Linked DNA regions of Mus musculus: regions 1, 2 and 3 are each linked to region 4. The links are chromatin contacts, called in public HiChIP or PLAC-seq and promoter capture Hi-C maps. All regions are on one chromosome and are shown on one strand. Each heading gives the region's core, a stretch centred on a gene start, on an enhancer-like site or on the middle of the called end of the contact. The rest is flanking DNA. Distances are from core to core; before and after follow the strand shown.

The links. Promoter capture Hi-C pulls out the DNA fragments that hold promoters and counts their contacts. HiChIP or PLAC-seq counts read pairs in DNA pulled down with a chosen protein or histone mark.
Region 1: a promoter capture Hi-C map of pre-B cells shows a contact between it and region 4. The contact joins the enhancer-like site here to the promoter of Erf in region 4. A contact is called at or near these places in 4 of 39 promoter capture datasets (cranial neural crest, liver and pre-B cells) and 1 of 9 other capture datasets (liver).
Region 2: an HNF4G HiChIP or PLAC-seq map of pancreatic cancer cells shows a contact between it and region 4. The contact joins the promoter of Tmem91 here to the promoter of Erf in region 4. A contact is called at or near these places in 10 of 39 promoter capture datasets (the C10 cell line, the HPC-7 cell line, cranial neural crest and 6 more), 3 of 484 Hi-C or Micro-C datasets (CD8 T cells, Sertoli cells and natural killer cells), 6 of 115 datasets of contacts at active chromatin or transcription factors (the 230-238 cell line, bone marrow-derived macrophages, embryonic stem cells and 3 more) and 2 of 9 other capture datasets (adipose tissue and liver).
Region 3: a promoter capture Hi-C map of pre-B cells shows a contact between it and region 4. The contact joins the enhancer-like site here to the promoter of Erf in region 4. A contact is called at or near these places in 8 of 39 promoter capture datasets (the C10 cell line, cranial neural crest, hippocampal neurons and 5 more) and 2 of 115 datasets of contacts at active chromatin or transcription factors (craniofacial prominence and memory CD8 T cells).

What each region holds. Positions count from the first base shown.
Region 1 is chr7:25,730,151-25,733,305 of GRCm38.p6, forward strand. It overlaps Hnrnpul1 (heterogeneous nuclear ribonucleoprotein U-like 1), which reads right to left. Exons shown (of 15, transcript NM_144922.3): 9 at 3,094-3,155; 10 at 2,866-2,994. Among named protein-coding and RNA genes, the nearest start is that of Ccdc97, 13 kb to the left of the region's middle. Within about 2 kb of position 1,696, at least 39 of the 459 cell types and tissues checked have an H3K27ac peak or open chromatin away from gene starts, as enhancers often do. A contact at or near this core is called in pre-B cells, where this site is marked.
Region 2 is chr7:25,673,624-25,676,777 of GRCm38.p6, forward strand. Tmem91 (transmembrane protein 91) reads right to left here and starts at 1,543. Exons shown (of 4, transcript NM_177102.4): 1 at 1,413-1,543; 2 at 1-37. The coding sequence starts at 11.
Region 3 is chr7:25,592,442-25,595,889 of GRCm38.p6, forward strand. No RefSeq gene overlaps it. Among named protein-coding and RNA genes, the nearest start is that of Gm51473, 8.1 kb to the right of the region's middle. Within about 2 kb of position 2,165, at least 6 of the 459 cell types and tissues checked have an H3K27ac peak or open chromatin away from gene starts, as enhancers often do. A contact at or near this core is called in pre-B cells, where this site is marked.
Region 4 is chr7:25,248,952-25,252,359 of GRCm38.p6, forward strand. Erf (Ets2 repressor factor) reads right to left here and starts at 1,807. Exons shown (of 4, transcript NM_010155.3): 1 at 1,628-1,807. The coding sequence starts at 1,649.

The DNA.
Region 1 (3,155 bases), core at 446-2,945, 480 kb after region 4:
GGTGGGGGAAAGAAAATTCCCTCCAGTGCCTGCTAACAAGAGGCAGTTTACTTTCGGGCCCGACTCTGGCCCTATGTTTGTTTCAGGAAAAAAAAATGATGATGAGGAGGAGGAGGAAGAGGAGGGGTGGTGGCAGCACCTGCCAACAGGGATGAGAATGGAACTAGAACCCAAAGTTTTTTGTTTTATTTTGAATCAGGGTCTCACATAGCTCTGGCTGGCCTGGAACTCAGCTTACTTCTGTCTCCTTAGTGCTGTCATCATGGCATGCACCATCATGCTCAGTTAGAACCAAAGCTTTGAGTGTGAGGCCAAGTAAGCAAAGTTGTATGCAGCCAACTGACTGACCAATGCTCTTCCTGGCCTATAGACTATAACCTCCAGCTCCAGATGGTTTGGGCAACTTTGTTGTCTCTTAGAACACACAGTTCCTGTTGAACACCCTGTTTCGAATCCCTATGATAGCCTAAAGACAGGCTAGAAACCTCATCCTAGGGTTGCCTGGCTAGGGGCTTGGCAAAGGTAGAATCTTGGCTGCCCAGCCTCAGCAGGGTTGTAGAGATGAATTATCTTCCAAGGACAGGTATGTCTGAGGTTGACACATAATAGGTACAGAAGAGCTAACTACAGGGAATATGACCTGGGCTGAGATTCTGCGACTATGGGAACACAGCATGCAGTGCTAGTCTCTTTCAAAGATCTACCCTGCCCACGAGACAGCTACGCATTATCAAAGTAATCCTCACAACCACGGCTAATGGTCGTGTCAAGATGTGCTCCAAACCTTTGCCTACATTCATTCATACAACAAATTTTTCATAATTAAATTTTCTGGAACAAACTTTTTGGAGTTTTGGCTAAAACAAGAAAAGCCGCCGGGCGTGGTGGCGCATGCCTTTAATCCCAGCACTTGGGAGGCAGAGGCAGGCGGATTTCTGAGTTCGAGGCCAGCCTGGTCTACAAAGTGAGTTCCAGGATAGCCAGGGCTACACAGAGAAACCCTGTCTCAAAAAACCAAAAAAAAAAAAAAAAAAAAAAAAGAAAAGCCACTGGCTTAAAACCTCTTTATTGGCCTCACTGACCTAGAGCTTCAGCCCCTGGCTCTAGCCTTGGGTTAACTAGAGGACTGTGTTCTTTACTTTGGAGGGCAGGAGCCTTTGCATTATGGTTGGTTTGGATCATATGGCCTGATCTGCATCCCTTCTGCGAGGTCAGCAGGCTGGAGACCACAGGCGATCTGTGCGACTTAGGCCTAACTCCAGCTCCAAACAAGGATGTAGCAGCTAAGAAGGCTGCATTAGTTCTACTTTGTGCCTGCCTGAACTGCAGGACAGAAATGGCACATGGCATGCTCTCACCGTGACTTCCACTGTTGGGCTAATTTGGGCAGCAATGTGAGTAAAGGTCAGGCAGGGAATTCTTTCTGGGGAGAGCAAAAGAGGAACCTCAGGGCATAAACATCATGGCTCAGCCTCTTAGAAGTCCAGTGGGACAGACAGACTAAAATTCCGAAAAGGTCTAACAAAGAGAATAGGGCAGAGTGAGGTGGGGAGCAGTGAATATAAAGCTTGATTGGGAGAACTTATCTAGCATAAGTAAGGTCCTAGACTTGACTGCCAGTACAAGAAGCCAACTAAGCATGTCTAGAGAGAAGGCTGAGTAGTAGACCCCTTACTGTCAGGGCTGAGCTAAAGGAAAACCACAGAGCGCTTACAAACTGTCGTCAACTGGCCTGTGCAGGATCTTCAATTCATGTGAGGACAACATGTTTCCTGGAGACTTCCTTTCCACTCAGCCAGCCACCAATGCTAGTTACCAGCTCCCTTTTCATCAGGCTTTAAGCCATGGTTCCAAGTAGTCAGTGCCACACACAGAAAGCACTTTAGCCAGGTTACACGATGGGGCTTTATAGGGTTTATCTGTATGCTTATAGGGTCCTAAGAAAGCGTGCATGTAAGGCTGAACCAGAGAACCCACAACAAGTAAACACACGCTGCTGCAACTCAATGGAGCCTACACAACAAATGCAAATAAAATGCTGTGTGGGTAACAAACATGTGGAACCCACCAGTGACAGCGATTCTAAGCTCTGCTTAGCCCACTCATTCTTTTGACAATGCTGAAAACCATACACAGTGTTTTGACTCCAATTCAAAACTGACTGAACCCCACCCCTAATTGAAATGTAAACATGTGCCACATACTCCTAAGGATGTGCCCAGAGAAGCTAGAGTACCTTTACTCTGCAGCGTGTAACGATATCCACACCAGCTGTTCTGAACTCGGTCCTATGGAGGCACGAGGGGCCTTAAGCTCCATTTTGCAAACTAGGATGCTGAGATTCATTCACATGATCAAGTTGGCTGTCCACAAATGATAGCTAGCAAGCAGTAGAGTTGGGGTTCAAGCCTGTGAGACTTAGAAATCTTTGGTTCTTGAGACTGGAGAAATAGCTCAGTGGTTAAAAGTACTAGCTGCTTTCCCAGAAGACCACTCCCAGAACCCATATACATGGCAGCTTACAAAAGTGTAACTCCAGTACCAAAGATCTGATGCCCTCTTCTGGTTTTTGTGAATCAGGCACACATGCAGCAAACTGGTATGTAGGCAAAACACCTACACACAAAGAAATCTATTCCTCTTTCATGTGGCTATGTGACTCTTGCCTAAAAATGAGTGAGCCGGTAGGTCTGGGTCAGAAAGTGGCATGAAGGGGCTATTGCTATCCTCACAAATGGTGCGCCCTTGACCAGCACAGCTGCTACAGAGCACGATGGAGAATTGAGAAAAGGGCTTGGAGGGGATCCCCATGCAGTGACTACGTTTCCACCCCTCTGCCAAGGACCACTAGTTGGTTGCAAGTACCTGATCTAGGATATAGTTTCGCTTCTTTCGGGCAGCGATCTGAATAAGACGGTTGAGGCACTGAGTGGCCTGCTGGATCAGGACATCCCAGCGACCAGCATAGTTCCGCTGCCTCCGCAGGCCCATCACCTGTGGGTGAGAGGGAATGAAAGGTAAGTGGAGTCTTAGGTACAGGATAGCACCCAGAGGCTGGGAGGTAAGTCAGGTAAACTCACAGGTCATCCTTACCCGCATCTTATCCATGATGGCATTGGTACCCAGAATGTTGTACTTCTTGGAAGGGTTGGAGG
Region 2 (3,154 bases), core at 293-2,792, 420 kb after region 4:
GAGTTGTCCATGGTTGTGGAGGCTGTGGTAGAGGGCCCTGGAGACAGAAGGAAGCAAATGCAAATTTCAAAAGTCTTGCCTTCATCCATCACCCTATGCCTATGGGCTCTGGACAGATGAGAGAGCTCAAAACACCTTCTCTTCACTTTACAGATAGAAAAACAGATTTTGAGAATAGAAAGGAGGTTGCCTAGTTCATACACTATTCTGGGCCCCAGGTGATCAATTCTGGGATTAGATAGATAGATAGAGATGTGTGTGTGTGTGTATATACATATACACACATAAAGGTATTTAGGGCTGGAGAAATGTCATTTAAGAGCACTGGCTACTCTTCCAGAGGGCTCAGGTTCAATTCCTAACACCCACATGGTAGCTCACAACTGTCCAGTTCCAGGGATCCAACACCCTCACACAGACATACATGCAGGCAAAACACCAATGCACATAAAATAAAAATAAATCATTTTTAAAAAGTATGTACCACTGGGCAGTTGTGGCATGCACCTTTAATCCTAGCACTTAGGAGGCAGAGGAACGCGAGTCTCTGTAAGCTCAGAACAGCCTGGTCTACAAGGCAAGTTCTAGGACAGCCAAGGACATACAGAGAAATCCTGTCTCGAGAAACCAAAAAATATGTAGTAAAAATACCTGTTGCACAATCATTGTAAACCACGTCTTACACACGTTTGTCCCATGAGTCCTCTACACACACACACACACACACACTTCCATCTCCAGGTTCACAGGTCCGCAGCCTTCCCCCTATAATGCACACATCCATCCCTCATCCCCAGTCACATATGAGCTCCACCCTAGTTCACACACCCCTAGCCCTCACTCACACTCAGTTCCCAGGGCCACTGTCACCCATCCCTTTTGAAGGTAAACCCACCCACACCCTGGCTCTGCCAAAGGTCTCCTTAAGCACATGCTGCAAAATTACAGCGACTCCCCTCAAAAACATGTCTGAGGCCGGCAGCGTTCTTACGTATCCTGTGTATCCCTGAGCCACCTTGCAGTCCTCACCGTTGTTGCATCTGAAACCGCAAACACCCTCACCATGCAGAAATCGCCACTGCTACGTTTCTCAGGTCTCATCCCTTCCATTGCACACCTGTCCAGCTCAACCGGTGTCGCACCTTGCCCCACACATCTCCCCACTGGCCGGCCTGTCGCCTTAGCTCTTCAGCATATGTACTGTTCACACTCAGCCAGAAAGATCCTTCTCATTCTATGATTCCCCCGCCCCAGGTCATTCCAAATCTAGCGCAGGTCCCCCGCCAAAGGTTCGCCTCCATCCTTTTCTCGCCCCCGCAACACCAGGACCCTGGGGGAGGAGCAATGTCCCCATCTATTCTCACCGCCCACGGTCAAGCGCCGGACATGGTTGGGTCTTGCAGGGCACCCACCTTGCCCTGCCGCCCAGAGATGGGCAAACCTGAACCCAGAGATCGGGCGTCCGGGCTACCCCGTACAGGGTCTGAATGCTGCTGAGCTGCGCTTGGGTCTCTGCGCCCCAGCCCCGCAGCGAGCTGGGGAGGAGAGAGGCGGGGCAATAGCTCCAGACTCCGCCCCTCCGCAGCGACCCGGGAGGGGGCCTCCGATTCTGGGGGTCCCAGAGCCAGCAGCTTCTCCCTTAAAGAGGCTGAAACCTGATGGTTGGAACATGGCTGGACCCCACATTACTCACCCAAAATGATGGCTCAACAATAATAATAACATCGACTACAGCTTTGTGCCTTATTCTAAGAGGTGCTTTAAATATACACAGCCACAGAACAATTCTAAGTAGCATGGTATATGGTCTTTTTTTACCCGGCAGCAAAGAGGCACAGAGAGGTGAAGTAACTGGTCTGAGAACACAGCTTGTTCAATGAGTGCGGATGCTACCCCTTGCCGGGTCCTGGTTGCATTCCCTTTAATTTGCAGATGAGGAAACTGAGGCCAGGACACTGGCTCCTGTGTTGACATAAACAAATGGGACCAGTGCCAACAGACTGTAACCCACAGCAGAATCCCCAGGGGGAGGGAAGAAGCTGAGGTAGGAAGGTTGAGCGAAGCTTCCAAGGACAGAGGCCGAGGAATGGTCTAGGATGGGATGCTATAAGCATCCTTCAGTGACGTTGGTGGTTGGTGGTGTCCAGGGTTGGGCTCTCTGCATACAGCTCCTTTGCAGGCATTCCAAGGCACTCGATGTGTGAACTTTGGACCATAGATAGTGTCATCTCTCTCTAAACCGAATTCCTTCATCTGGAAACTCGGGACATATGCCCATCCTCCTAGATGTGATAACAATTAAACATTTTTTTATGCCGAGTGTGGTGGCACACGCCTTTAATCCCAGCACTCGGGAGGCAGAGGCAGGCGGATTTCTGAGTTTGAGGCCAGCCTGGTCTACAAAGTGAGTTCCAGGACAGCCAGGGCTACACAGAGAAACCCTGTCTCCAAAAACAAAAACAAAAAAATTTTTATATTACATTTATTTCTTTTGTGTGGTGCACACATGCTATGTAGAGCAAGCATGTGTAGAAGTCAGTGGATGAATTGTAGGAGTTGGTTCTTTTCTTCCACCAGATATGTTCCTGGGATCCAACATAGATTATCAGGATTAGCAGCAAGCCCCCCTTTCCTCTGAGTCATTTCCACAGCCCGACATATGGATTTTAACTTAGATGTGACAACAAATGCCCACACATTTACCCAAAGTCTGGCAAAGTAAGCGCAGTGAACACATGTAATGTGTTTATCAATTTTATGATTTATAATACGTGTCCGTTCAACTGAAGAACGCTCCTGGCCCTCCAAGACATCCCCTCCTTCAGGAAGCCCACCCAGTTTGCACTGCCTCCCTTTCCTGCCGCCCTCCATCTGGCTAGACAGGAGGATTCCCGATGTGAGGCCGTGGAGTTCCCTAGCTCTAGGGTGCCAGGGAACTTTGCCAAGAGTCCAAACACTCAAGCTGGCACCGGCCCCACTCCCGGAGAGAGCAGATGGCGTCTGGGAGCATGCTTGGCTCAGTCTGAGTGTCTGGCACAGAGACCCACGGGAGGGATAACGCCAGGGGCAAGGGCCAGGATGGTTTTCACCAGAAGGTATTTACTAGCTCCTTCCTCTTGCTCTATTTGTCTTTTACGCCACGTTAAAAAACTGC
Region 3 (3,448 bases), core at 915-3,414, 340 kb after region 4:
TGAAACTTGCAGGAGAATAGATGTTTTGTTAAGTATTATTCTAAACAAGTTGATCCAAATCAAAAAGACAATTACAGTATGTTCTCTCTCATTTGTGGATCCTAGCTGTTAATGTGTACATGTGTGTATGTAACTGGGCATGGATATGGATAAGGCCTAAAGAACTGTCAAGCTGACCACAAAAGGGTTAAACAAGGAATAGAAGTGAAAAACAGAATACAGGACACAGGAGCTGGGAAGGAGGTGTCTGAGTCAGGGTTTCTATTGTAACAAAGCACCATGACTAAAAAGAAAGTTGAGGAGGAAAGGCCTTATCTGGCTTACACTAATGTTTTGCTGTTCATTCTCAAAAGAAGTCAGGACAGGAACTCGAACACTACAAGAACCTGGAGGCAGGAGCTGATGCAGAGGCCATGAAGGAGTGCTGCTTACTGGCTTGCTTCTCCTGGCTTGCTCAGCCTGCTCTCTCACTGAACCCAGGGCCCACAAGTGACACCACCCTGCCTGCAGTGGGCTGGACTCTCCCAAATCAAACACTAATTAGGAAAATGCCTTACAACAGTGTCATATGGAGGCATCTTTAATCGGTGTTCTCTCTTTTTAGGCGATCTCAGTTTGTGCATCAGGTTGGCATAAGACTGGCCAGCACAGGAACTCGGAGATGAAGTTTAGAAGCCAGAGTGGTGAGAACGAGGGAGGAACAGACTCTCTGAGACAGGATGTGAGAAGGCTACCTACGGTGATGTCCAATTCTCTGCCTGTTGATTTTAAAACTAACAATCAATGTTTTAAAATTTGTATTTTTAGGACCAACTGACATGGCAATGGATTAGTCTGCCACATTTTCTGTGTACTCCTCTGCTGGTGGCACATGGATCATCTCCATGCTTTGCCTACCGCAGAGAAAGGGTCCATGAGTGTGCATAACTGATTGAGCTCCTGTTAGGTCCTGAGGCTAAGCTCACAGCAGAGCACTGGGCTCCACAATCGTCCTGCCAGGAGCTTGTTATAGTGACCTTCCCTTAACATTGTAGGGAGGTGTGTCTCTGAGTTTTCAATTCTGTCCTAGCAGAGAACTAAGAGCCCAGGATCCGTGCACAGGATCAGGGAGCCATGGTGGTAGAGACAGTATAGAGGCCCAGAGAAGGGGACAGTGCAGCCACTGGCCACCCATTTCCATCCTGCCAGCCACCAGTGCAGGGGTGCAGGGGGCAGGGAGACTGGTCCAGTGATGGCCATCTTAAGAATGCCTTGACGGATTAAAACTGATAATGTTCTGGCATGTGTATCCATTAAAGTTCAACACATTTTCAAAGGTTATAACATAGTACATGTTACAGGTATGCCTTACAATCCCACAAGTCAGATAGTTCTAGAAAGGTCTAACCATACTTTAAAGGAGATATGCATGAGCAGAGGGGAGGTTATGAGATCTCCCAGAGAGAGATTACATAATGCTTCATTTACTTTACGTTTTTAAAATATTAATGAGACAGATGGCGCAGCTGCTGAAGATTTAGACATTTTAGAAAGGAGTGCTGAATTAAATTACCCTGTATACTTTAATGATACGTTGACCTCAGAATGGTAGTCAGGAAATATGTTGCATTGGCAAAGAAGATAAGCTTTTGCTTCAAGAGGAAGCAACAATCTATGGATTCTTTCAAAGTTAATAAAGATTAGACTTGACTGTGGGAGACCTTCTGAAAATCTTGGCTCCTGACATGAAAGATGTGAAGAAAGAGACCCAGAAAAACTACAAAACAGATGACATGAAGGACAGTCCCTGGTTTTGGGAACAGCTAAGAGACCAGCTGAGACACGCATGTCTCTGGAGAAGCCAATGAATTTGTTTGACTACCTGGTTCTCATCCTTTCATCTGTCATGGCGGGCGATTTATTCTACAGCTTGATGATATGTTCAAACAGACGTAGAAGATTGACAGATGCATTTCATCTGCTCAAACATAGAGCAAAGAAATTATCATTAGCTGATAATGTGTACACTGCACATTCCATGCATGTGTTAATACAGAAATGTCCTTACAATGTTACCTATAAAAGTTTATGTGCTTTCAGAGCCAACTGAAAAGACACCACTGAAGACAAAGCATCTAGCCCCAGGGGACCCAGCCTCACAGACTGCCTCAATTGCTGTTTCCTCAAAAATTGTATCCAGGACAGTTTCAAAGTGTCCAGCCTCATACAATGTCTCTGCCAGGACTTCAGTTACATCCCACACTTTCCTATCCCACAGAGCCTGAACAGCAAAGGAGACAGCCAAGTCTCCCAAGACTTGTCCAATATCACGGTTTTCTAGGATCCCCCCCACCTCAAAAAAAAAAAACTGTCGCCCCAGACTTCAGGAAGCAATTTTAAGAACATAACACCCTCATTCCCAAGAGGTGGTTAGTGGGTTTCGGTCATTCAGTGGGTTATGGATGTGTGTAGTCATTTAGTGGGATTGGTTTCAAGTTGTTACTCGTCATTATCAAGGAGGAAACAAAGGAAACCAGGGACGTCTTTCTATCTCCCCCATCCTTCTTCCCCTCCCACTAGTGTTAGGGGGGGAAGATGAGTAAATCAGGACATAAGGGGATGAAAAAGAACAAAGAAAGGCATGTTATTGTACCTCCTTTTAGACGAGTAAAGCAAAAGCCCTCAAACACTTTAGATTGATGGGGATTTTTGTATGATGATAAAAACTTAATGCTATATTCGCTATACCATACATTGTATATGATTCAACTCTTGTGTAAGTTATATGTGAGTATGCAACTCATTTGAAAATGTAAAGTTCTAGTTTTATGAAAACTACTATTGTAAAACTGTTAATGATAATTAAGAAATGGAAGTTAATAACCATCTATAAATAATCAAGCTTATAGTCATGTTGGGGACTAATTTACTTAGTTACAGAAATAAGCCTTATTTAACTTCCTGTATGTTTTCTTTTTTTCTTTTTCTTTTTCCCCCGAGACAGGGTTTCTCTTTGTAGCCCTGGCTGTCCTGGAACTCACTCTGTAGACCAGACTGGCCTCGAACTCAGAAATCTGTCTGCCTCTGCCTCCCGAGTGCTGGGATTAAAGGCATGCGCCACCACCACCTGGCCCTGTATATGTTTTCAATGTTAAGCAGAAAGTCAATAGCTAGAAACAAGCAATATTTGTCAGTCACAAAGCAAGATACAAGAAAACTGAAATAACCCCATGTATCCTATCAGACTACCATGGATTAAAGCTGGACTTCAACAACAAGAGATACAACAGAAACCCTACACACTCATGGAAATTGAACAACTCTCCAATCAATGACCAGTGGGTCAGAAAAGAAAAAAGAAGTTAAATACCTTCCAAAATACAATGAAAATGAAGGCACAACATAACCCAAACTTATGGGACAGCATTAAAGCAGTGCTAAGAGGAAAGTTCATAGCACTAAGAGTGCC
Region 4 (3,408 bases), core at 557-3,056:
GAGCCGGGAAGAAAACAGGAAGTGGGAAACAGCCACGGCGGAGCAGAAAAACGCCGGGATGGAGGATCGGATGGAAGGGCTAGCAGTGGCCAGCAGTCGGAGAAACAGACCGACCTCGAGGCCGTTCTGGTCTCTCGCCTTCCCTTGAGAATCTACACATGACTGGGACCCCAGACAGGGTTGCAGTGGCCCTACAGGTTCCGTCAAGCCAAGGCCCGTAACATAGAGGGAAGACAAGGCGGGGTTGTCTGGGCGCCTTGGTCCCCTCCCCGGTGAGGCGAGGCTCCTGCTGCCCCCAGGGCCCGGCAGCTCACGAGCCTGTGGGAGTCGGGGAGTGGGGAGTAAGTGGGACGCACGTGACTGACCCTATGGCACTGCACACCCCTACCCCACTCCCGACCCCCTTCCTTGGCCCCAATCCCCTGGCGCCGGAGCCCTGCTCCGAGCCCTTTAAGAGCCGCCCCCACCCGCCGAGCAGGGAGGTGGGGTGGGTGGGCCGGTCGGGGCACACACCCGCACATAGGAGCCGGAGCCGCGGCCGCCGCCGGGGGAAGGAAACAAGTTTGAACAGCGGCGCCCGGCCCCCTTCCCCCTCCCCTCGTCCCCGCCCCGGGCCGGATTCCGACGGGGCAGACGGGCAGGGGGCGGCGAGGCCCCCTCCCCCCGCGCGCCCGGGCGCAAAGTCCAGCCTGTGCGAGCCCGGGGGCGGCGGGGGAGGGGAAGGGGGAAAGTCCGAGTGGGAGGGGGGGTTAATCCTGCTGCCCCCCGCCCGGCGATGGGGGGGGAGGGGAATCCTGGCCCCTTAAGGAGGAGCAACTTGGCGGGGAAGAGAGGGGCGGAGGGAAAAGACGGCCCGCTGAAAGAAGCGCAGGATCGGGGAGGGGGAAGGACGAAGGGAGAGCCTCTGCATTCCCCCCCCCCCCCCCATCTTTCCCACCCTCCTCAACTCCCAGCCTCCGCCCGCGCCGGAGGAGGGTACCCAAGTCTCCCCTGAGCCACCTTAAAGCCGCGCGTTCTAAGGTCGGAAACAAAAAGTTCCTTTTTCGAACGTTCGGGCTGCGCTTTGGAACTTTGCGACTCAGTCCGGGCGGGGGAGCGAGGAGACGGACGGGGGAGGGGCGGTGCAGCCCGGACCCCGAGTCCCGTGTTCCCCTCTCACGCCCAGCTCCAGGCCATCCCGTATCCCGCTCACCGGGTGCTGGGCACGCGCTGCCGTGAAGGTCACGGGCCGGACCGCGCAGCGCAGAACCGAGCATAGCGGGTCCCTGTACAGAACCCCCACCTCGCACCGCACACGTCCCGGCCCCCGGAGTGCAACGTGACAGAACGACAGGGAGGGGACTCTGCCACCCCAGTGATCCCGGGAGAACCCAGGTTGCCGAGTCCGGGAAGGGAAAGCCCAGCACCCGCAGCACCCATACCATTCCGAAAGGATCCACAGAATTGGGGCTCCCAGGCAGCACCCCAGCTCGCGCCTCTAGAAGCAACAGGTCTCGAGTGCTTGGGGGTCCCCAAGAACTGGGTATCAATCGGGCTCCCCAGAACCCCTTCAGCCCCCACCCAAAGTTTTCCCTCCCGGTTTCCCGGGGCAACAAGTCTCCCCCACACGTGCTGCCCCCGCCCCCACCTGTGTCCGCCGGGGTCTTCATGCTGGGGGGCCCGGGGCAAGGCGCCCCAACTCCGGGCCGCTGCTCCTGGCGCCCGCGTTGCCCCGTCCCGTCCCGCGCCCGTTGGGACGCCCTCGCCGCCGCACCCGGCCTCGCCTCTCAGAGCCTCTCCCCTCCCCGCCGCCGCCTCCCGGGTTAATATCGCACTCCGGGGCCGGGACGCCCACGCCCCCCGGCCGGCGACGTCACCGCCGCGTCGCCATGGAGACACTGTGCCCGCCCCCTCCCGCGCACTCACACACGCTTGCCGGCGCGCAGCCACTGAGGACCGGCCGGCTCTTGGCTTAAAGGGGCCGCGCGGCGGGGGGGGGGGGGGGGGGAGGAAGGGCAGGGAGGGGCTGGGGAGGTCCTGGGGGTCACGACCCTTCTTGGAGGCTCTAAGTCAGAAGAACTTAAGTCTTCAGCACTCAGTACCTGCTGCCTCTCTTCTGCCCTTTCCTGGCTCCAGAGTTTCTTTTGGGACCTTTTTGGAGGAAAGGAATTATATGAAGGGGGACGATCAGAAATTTTTGTGGGGAAGGGGCAGAGTCTTCTCCGCAGGGGGGCGGAGTCTGGATCTTGGAGGATGATCAAGAGCACAGCCATTTCCCAGCCTGAGTTTACCCAACCCCCTCAACCCCGAGCCTGAAAGAGGGCAGCTGTCCAGGGGTGGGGTGGAATGGGTGGGAAACATTTCCCAGCATCGGAAATGGGGAGGCGGCTGTACCCTCGACTCCTGTGGAGATGGGGTCTTGGCCTTCCTGATAGACCCAGTCCAGCTGGGGAGGAAGTGACCAGAATGCATTCGGGAGCCCCCACAATCACCACTGTCCCTTAGGCTGCAGCTGTCCTGGGAACGCGGCCGGAGGTACCCCCACCTCCACACTGGAGCAGGGGGTTCCGGAGATAGTGCCAGGATGCTGGGGGCGACCCAAGTCTGAACAAATGTGCTCCGGAGGAGCATTGGGGGTCGCCAGGAGAGAGGAAGACAGGGCTTAAGACCAAAGGCCCGAGCGTAGGGGAAGTGTTAAGTCTGTGTTCGCTGCAGCAGATAGGAGGAATGGATGGAGCCTGAGGCTCGGGAAACAGGAAATCGGGGTACCGATCGGATGCAGGTAGGCAGCCTGCTACTGGGTAGAGGGGAAGCAGAGCTATATTCTCATAAACTAAACCTAAACAGTCTCAGGGAAATAATGAAAAATAAACCAACCGGAGTTACCAAAGGAAGAGATAGGGGACTAGGAGACTGAAAAGATGATGAATCAGAGCCGTGAGATGCGGCAAGCAAGAGGGAAGGCCTATCTGGCTCAGGCTATAGGTGCTTAAGGCTTCAAACCCAAACTTCTCCGTTGTTGGGTTCCTATTCAGCCTTTAAACCAGCTCACGGGTGCTAGAGAGAAGTCTCATGCCTCCTCCTTAGGGAGACCATGGCCTCCAGGGAAGTGTCACCCCTTTGGGAATTATGTAACCTTGCCTACGGACAGTGCAGCTCCCCACGGATATTGTAACCCTCTGGGAGCAGCGTGGTCCAGCAATAATCATCATTGTTACAATAACAGCTCTCAATTCTTAGTGCTCACGATGTGCCAGGCTGGGAGCCAAGCATTGTCTGTAACATCTTCATACTCATAAAATCCCAATGAGGGGCCTGCTATTGTAACCCCTACCACAGATTAAGAACCAAAGGCTCTTTCTTACAGGGGAAATTAATCTGCCAAAGTCCTATAGCAAGGAAGTGCTGGGATCAGTATTCAAGGCCTGA